Linked DNA regions of Sus scrofa: region 1 is linked to region 2. The links are chromatin contacts, called in public Hi-C maps. All regions are on one chromosome and are shown on one strand. Each heading gives the region's core, a stretch centred on a gene start, on an enhancer-like site or on the middle of the called end of the contact. The rest is flanking DNA. Distances are from core to core; before and after follow the strand shown. Region 1 overlaps C14H12orf49 (UPF0454 protein C12orf49 homolog). Region 2 overlaps C14H12orf49 (UPF0454 protein C12orf49 homolog).

Evidence for each region. Hi-C and Micro-C count contacts between places; a contact is called where the count stands out from the background.
Region 1: a Hi-C map of embryonic fibroblasts shows a contact between it and region 2, with 2.8 times the contacts expected there. The contact joins two enhancer-like sites. A contact is called at or near these places in 3 of 47 Hi-C or Micro-C datasets (embryonic fibroblasts and skeletal muscle) and 1 of 2 datasets of contacts at active chromatin or transcription factors (skeletal muscle).

What each region holds. Positions count from the first base shown.
Region 1 is chr14:36,027,004-36,030,549 of Sscrofa11.1, forward strand. All of the region lies in intron 5 of C14H12orf49 (UPF0454 protein C12orf49 homolog), which reads left to right. Among named protein-coding and RNA genes, the nearest start is that of MED13L, 33 kb to the right of the region's middle. Within about 2 kb of position 1,443, at least 18 of the 83 cell types and tissues checked have an H3K27ac peak or open chromatin away from gene starts, as enhancers often do. A contact at or near this core is called in embryonic fibroblasts and skeletal muscle, where this site is marked.
Region 2 is chr14:35,912,329-35,916,301 of Sscrofa11.1, forward strand. All of the region lies in intron 5 of C14H12orf49 (UPF0454 protein C12orf49 homolog), which reads left to right. Among named protein-coding and RNA genes, the nearest start is that of MED13L, 150 kb to the right of the region's middle. Within about 2 kb of position 2,258, at least 44 of the 83 cell types and tissues checked have an H3K27ac peak or open chromatin away from gene starts, as enhancers often do. A contact at or near this core is called in embryonic fibroblasts and skeletal muscle, where this site is marked.

The DNA of each region.
Region 1 (3,546 bases), core at 193-2,692, 110 kb after region 2:
TAATTCTATAAAAAGAAATGAGCGGTCAGGATACGGTTTCCTTTTCTGAGTCAAGGCAGAGAAGGGAGTCAGAAATTCCAACCCAGAGGGTCAGGACGGGCTCCAGGACCTGTTGAATCACATCTGAAACATGTTCCCTATGCTCCTTTCTCCTCCCTGTTCTTACAACTGGCCAACTGGGATTACACAACTCACACTAATTTTATTCCACATGTGGCTGTTTCTTATTAGGAGCCCGTATCTTATTTTTTTCCTGTACCATGTCATCTCCTCCTGATTCAGGTGAAGAATTCCATTTCTTCCTTCTTCTTCTTTTTTTTTTTTTTTTTTGGCTGCTCCTCGGCATAAGGAAGTTCCCAGACCAGGGAATCCAATCTGAGCTGCAGCTGCACTGCAACGGGCTGGGGATCGAACCCTCACCAGTGCAGTGGCTGAGTCACTGCAGAAACGACGCCATTCCCATTCCACCACAGTAGGAACTCCCAGGAATTCCATTTAACAGGGGGATTCTGTTCACACTCTTGGCTGAACTCAAAAAAAAATAAGTGCACTCACACTCTTTCTAAAGGTGAGAACTTTTCTGTGTCTTTTAACCCTATAATCTTTCTTTCATTGCCCAGAGTCTTCGTTGTTTCCCCATCCCGAAGCTCTTGACTCAACAGGAATCGATGGAAAAGTGAACATTTGAGTCAATCAATGGAATGCTTTTCGTCACCCAATACCCAACAACTGTTTCTAAAGGGTTTTATCCCCACCTCCACCCACCCCCACCTACCCCCAACCGGAGTGGTACATTTTCTTTTTAACTGACTTCACCAGATGTTTTGGCGGTGCGTAAACCTGGCTTTCCTGTCTTCCAAGTGGATGAAATAGGATCCAAATCACAGCACGTCACCTCAGCTTCTCCAACCAAGTACTTAATGGTTCTTGAGAATAATGTAAAGATTGAGTTCAGTTTTCTTTAGGCCTTGGGCCTATCGGATCCAGGTGTTGGCGTTTTCTGGCCTTCGCCTCTAAAGGTTTCTAGGGAAACCCCAGATTCATGAGTATGAGTTGATTTCCCCACTGTTACCTTTCTTCAATGCTTTAACTTTTCTGGCCACGCATCAGAAACTGTAAAAGTGCACCCCCCCAAGTCCCCTCAAAGGGTGAACAGCAGGAGTGGCATGCACATGACTCAGCCACATCTGGAAGAAAACTGCTCTGTGACTCCCCTTCAGTGTTTGCAACTCCAGGCCCCCATGAGCCAAAGGGGAAACGGGACCCCTCCATTGGCCTCCAGCCTCCCTCTACCTCCTGCCCTGCTTTGCTTAGAACAAGCCTCAGCATGCCAGGCCACCTTGCCAGGCCTTGCCAAAATCCACGAATGGCACAGAGAGCACATTAACCAGATGGAATGCAACATACATGTAAAGAAATAAGAGCTCTGCCAGGAAAGTTGGCAGCAGCTCTGGAATGCTTTAAACAGTGTGTGTGTGGGTAGAAAGAGTGAGCCCAGAGTCGACGAGGCTGCCTCATTCTCAAGAGCTGTTTCTTTTACAGCCATGACCTGTTTTGCCAGTCAAAATAAATACGGTGTTAAATGCCCCCTTTTACTGGCTCCTGATACCCTGGCAATGCAGTCTGAAATATGACCTGCTCTCATTGGAAAAATGTCCTTTTATTTTTTTTTTATTTTTATTTTTTTTGTCTTTTTGCTATTTCTTTGGGCCGCTCCCGTGGCACATGGAGGTTCCCAGGCTAGGGGTCGAATCAGAGCCCCAGCCACTGACCTACGCCAGAGCCACAGCAACGCGGGATACGAGCCGTGTCTGCAACCTACACCACAGCTCACGGCAACGCCGGATCGTTAACCCACTGAGCAAGGGCAGGGACCGAACCCGAAACCTCATGGTTCCTAGTCGGATTCGTTAACCACTGCGCCACGACGGGAACTCCCGGAAAAATGTCCTTTTAACTGAGTGGAAAGGATGTGCCCCTTCTAGGCAGTAAGTAGGAGGGTCATGGATGGCGGGGTCTTCTGAGCCCAGACAGACTCGGGAAGCAGGGGCAGAAACAGCCTTGGAGTCAGTATTGCTTGTTTAGAAGTCGCTGCCTTTAGAAGGTTCCTGGCAGACACAGAGCAACCCTTTGGGAGCATGGGGTTGACTTTTAAGGCTTTCTGTCCCCTTCAATTTTAGCAGGAACAAGAAAGCAGGATCCCTGAGTGTGGGCTATCTCACAAGGCACTCCAGGACAGCCAGGCTTTTCCTTCAGGAGAAAAATAGCCATGCTAACCAGGAATGGCCACGAGTTCAACCCAACTCACGCCATTTAGCTTTGTGGGTTCCCCACGGCCACAGTCCCTCCATGACCACATCAGCCTCTCAGCTTGTGTGAGAAGCCAGTTGGATTTCCCCAAAAGAGTCATTGTAGCATTTTCTGCATACCAGGCACATCAGATATATTTTCCAAATCATCCCATTATCTCGCGAGGTAGGAATATTACTACTCCTGCTTTATATATGAAGAAACTGAAGTTCAGAGAGGTGGAGTCCCCTGTCCACGATTGCACAGCTGTTAAAACGGAAGTAAGAATTTGAACCCCAATCTGTCTGTTCTTAATGATCAGGCTATGAGGGGCCCTTGCTGGCTTCTCCCCAAACAGCTCAAGGCCAGAAACCTCCACAGATTCGCCTCCTTCATTCTCAGAATTCCCCGGTGAGGCAAGGAATTGCACTCCCCATTAAAGATGCCATAGGGGAGTTCCCATTGTGGCATGGTGGAAATGATCTGACTAGGAACCATGAGGTTGTGGGTTCGATCCCTGGCCTCGCTCAGTGGGTTAAGGATCTGGCATTGCCGTGAGCTGTGGTGTAGGCCAGCAGCTACAGCTCCAATTAGACCCCTAGCCTGGAAACCTCCGTATGCCACGGGTGCGGCCCTAAAGAGACAAAAGACAGGGAAAAAAAAAAAAAAAGATGCCACAGGATATATTAGTCTTCTGGGGTGCCTGCAACAAATGATTGCAGACTGGGTGCATAAAAAACAGAAAGGTATTTTCTCTTGGTTCTGGAAGCCAGAAATGAAGGTGTTGGCAGGGCCAGGCTTTTTTTGAAGATTCTAGGGGAGGATCCTTCCTGGCCTCTTGCAGCTTCTGGTGGTTGCTGGCTTTCCTTGTCTTGTGGTCACATCGCTCCAGCCTCTGCCTCTGTCTTCCCATGGGCTTTTCATGTGTGAGACCCTCCCCTTCTCTTCTCTTCTAAGGACACTTGTATTGCACTTAGGAACTCTTCTGGTTTTTTGTTTGTTTGTTTGTCTTTTTGCTATTTCTTTCGGCCTCTCCTGCGGCATATGGAGGTTCCCAGGCTAGGGGTCTAATTGGAGCTGCAGCCACCAGCCTACACCACAGCCACAGCAACTCGGGATCCAAGCCGCATCTGCAACCCACACCACAGCTCACAGCAACTCCAGATCTTTAACCCACTGAGCAAGGCCAGGGATCGAACCCCCAATCCCATGGTTCCTAGTCGGCTTCGTTAACCACTGAGCCGCGACGGGAACTCC
Region 2 (3,973 bases), core at 1,008-3,507:
ATCTGTACTTCATCCTAGAAGGTGCAGTGGCATCCACATTAGCAATTTTTCTGCTGCATCCCCCATCCGCCATGGCTCACTTTTTAGTGAGTTGCTTTTGACTGAGCACTAGGGGTAGGGTGGGGGGCAGTTCTCTGCACAGAGACCATGGGGCTGTGGTGGAAGTTGAAGCATCCTGTGCATCTCTTGTGGGGAGATGTGCAGGTGTGTGCCTGACGAGCTCACTCCCATAACCAGCCTTCCGTTATTCTGTGGGGAGGCCTCGTGTCTTGATCTGACACTGAGCAGACAGACCCCAACATGAGAGCCACTCGGTAGTCCCCTCTTCCTCCCTGGGGAGCTGTGGATGTGTTTTCAGTTCCTGATCTAAGTATCACCTTGAGTTTGCTGAGGCAGGGTAGACAGGAAACAGTGTGCAGAGCTAAGGGGTTCTTCCTCAGTTCTGGAGCTCTTGGGTCTGAGATCAGAACCATGTAGGGCTCTCTAGCAAGGCCGATTTGGAGGAACAGAGTAGGAGGCACTGCGGGGTGCAGGGCACTGGCTTGGGAGTCAAGGGACATGACATAAAGGGATATACAGTTCACTCCAAACAGCTTCAATGAAATAGGCAAATTACTAGCCCCAGAATGGGGAGTTCAAGATGGAAACTTCAGCATCACTTGACCTAGAGCTTCAAAAGGTAACATCTGGTCTCTGGCTCCGTCTCTCAGTCCTCTCTCTCTCAGTTTGGATGACCCCTCCTAATGTCATAAAGGCTGCAAGGAGCCTCTGGATTGCCTTTAAGTCCACTTTGTTCCAGAAAAATGCCATTGAACCAAGTTGAGTTCTGTGCCCATCCCTGAGTCCATTACTGTGGCTGGGGAGCCAGGTCTTCCCCTGATGGGCCAGGCTTGGTTCACATGGAGCCAGTAAGACAGCGTGGCTGGGCCATGTGGACCGTAACGGGTGAGGGGAGTTGGAGGCGGGCTGGCTCCTCCTCTTCTTTATGCCCCTGTCACAGGCCTCCCACCCAAAGTACCTGGCCTACTTTCATCAGAAACTTCAGTGGTCACCAAGCCCCAAACCCATCTACTGCTGGGACACGGATGAGTCAGCCATCGCCCCTGCGCCCCACCCCAGCTTCCAGCTTTCCCCTGGGGCTGTTCAGCTGGGAACTGCTTAAAAAGAGAGAGGAGCCTCCAGTGGAGGAGCCCAAAGATGCTCAGATTAGAATCAGGTCCTGGGGAAGAGGGGGTAGGTGCCAGGCAGGTGGAGGGAGAGGATGGGGTCAGAGCAAGCCGAGGGAAGGCAGGTGAAAAGCACAGAGGCAAGAAAAGGCTTAGGGAAACTAAGACCCACAGAGAACAGCAATAATAACAATACCTACTGGCTTAGCTCTGGGGTGAGGGGCGTGGCTTTGTCATGAGGATCTCACCACGGCCCTAGGAGATAGGTACTAGGAAATTACTTCATATATATACAAGGCACTTAGCCCAGTCCCTGGCCACGTAGAAAGTTCCAGATGGATGTGCACTATGATATACATAGTAAAAAATAATAGTAATAATAATAACAGGGAGCCTTGGATGATTTTAGCAAGGGAAAAAATGGGAGTGAGGAATTTGGGAAGAAGGAGAAGAGCAGGATGGCTTAGAGCCATCAGTCTTAAACAGGGGTGATTTACCCCCACCACAAGGGACATTTGGCCATGTCTGGTGACATTTGTGGTTGTCATAATTTGGGAGGAGGATGCTACGGGCATCTAGTGGGTAGAGCCCAGGGATGCTGTTAAACATCCTGCAGTGCACAGGACAGTCCCCGCCACAAAGAAGAATCCAGCCCAAACATTGATAAGTTTAAGGCAAAAAACCTGGATTTAGGTTAAATATGGGGGCTGGTGGAGCACATCGTATAGGTTGTCAGAAGGAGGCTCTGGGCAAGACAAGGGACCTGCCGTGGCCAAATACTAGAAGTTTCCTCCTCCCCACTGCCCGCCCTCCCCCACCAAATGGGCATCAGAGAAAGGTCTGTAGGCCCCAGAAGACGGTGGGCTGCCTTCTCTGCAGCTGCCTGTGCCGCTTCCAAATCCCAGGCCCAAAGTGTTCCTTGAGCGGGTGCAGATGTCCCGCGTCCCTGCTCCTCTTGCCACTTGGAGCCCCCAGCCGGAAAACTGGCCCCCTGGCTGCTCAGCTTGCAGATCACAAAGCCCGGGCAGCGGGCCTACCCTTCAGTCCTCTGAGTCAGAAATGTTGATTTGTTATAGTAACATGAGCACAGGGGAAGTACGGGAGGAAAGTGAGCAAGAGAGAGCACGCTCAACAGTGAGTCAGGAACAGTGAGGCTGACCAAGACAGAGATGGGGAGATTCAGACAGACGCAGCAGGAGAAAGAAAAGTAACGCAGACTGAGAAAGAGATGGGGCCGAGATGGCAGGAGACAGCCTGAGAGTCGAGGGGAAACAGAGAACTGGTCTCAGAGAAGGCAGGACGGATTGAGATGAAGGAAAAGAAAAACGGAGATGGAGAGAGAGAGAGAGAGAGAAGGAGAAGGATTAAGTGTAAGGAAAGACAAAGGAGGAAAAAGAGGAAAGATTTCCTTGCAAACCCCTTGGTCCCGAGCCCATAACTCTCCAAGGGCTTTGCCTTATTTCTGCCACAAAACTGGAGAATCGGGCTCGTTTTCCCGTGGCAGGTCTGGGACGAGCGGGCATTGTTCACATTATTGCTGGTATTCCCTGCTAACTGGACATTAGCCAACAGGAAATTCCTGGGACAAATCTTTCCACTCAGAGTCTTTTAAAACTTTTATTTATTTATTTTAATTTTCCTTCCCCCCACCCCGAGGAATGAAAAAAAGAGAGGGGAAAGGAAAAAAAAGAAAAAGAAATGAGCCACTTGGTACTAGAAAAACATATCCAGCAACAGCCCCAGCCAGGCTGGGGGGGCAAAAGGGGGGTGCCAGAGTCCATTGTGTCCGCTCTGTCCCATTCTTCCTCTGGAAGGATTTATGACCTCACACTCCCATGACATCACAGTGCGTTGCCATGGCCCCTGCTTTATTATCATAAACAAAGGGCTGATCTTTGGGACACTGGCCCTGTGAGGGGCGGGGCGGGGGGAGGCACTGTGTAATGTGTTTTCTTGGGAAGGCAGCTTGTTCGCAAGTCTGAAAAGCTGCAAAAATAGTTGTACACATAGTACCCTCCATGCAGCCCTGTAGCCTCTTGGACAAGTTTGGGATGGAAACAAGGCAGATGAAGTCAGCTCCCTGCAGGAGGATCCTCTGGTTCGGCATGTTTTCCCTGCCAAAAAGCAGCTTCCTGGGCTTCCTTTGCTGCTCTGAACAAGGTTTTCATTCATTCATCCCAAACGCACTGAGCACCTACTAAGTGCTAAACACTGACAGAGCTGAGTTACATAGATGGATGGAAAACCTTGATGTGTGCTGCTGCCCCCCCCCGCCCCCCACTGCCGAAAACCTGGAATATTCAACAAGTACTCAAATATATTAACAGGAATGCCTAAAACTGTAACTTGGGTTAAATGTGCTGAAGGAAGCAAACAGGAAATGAGGACCAGAAGAATGGTGGGAGAGGCCACTTAGACCAGCAGTCTGGGAGGGCTTCTCTGAGGAGGTGACGTTTTAGACACGATGAAGGAAAAGATAGAATCAGCCATGAAGAGTGGGAGCAGGTGGCAGGAAGTGAGCAGGGACAGCTGCTCCAGGGAGAGTGACTGTCGAGATTGAAGTTCCCCTCAGGGGTCTCTTCCCACATATTTTCCAGCATCCTGGAGAGCTGACTCAGAGGAGAGACTTTTAAAGAGGAGTCATTTCGAGAATGCGAGTTGAATAAAGATTCTTTCTAGACCCTGCCACAGCAGAGCCAGCAGACCTTCATTTTCAACTCGAAGGGAGGTTTGCAGACCTGTCAGATTGGCACTTGGTGAAAACAAATTAGCCAGGAGTAGAAACACCTGTAGGACCCCAAACCCTC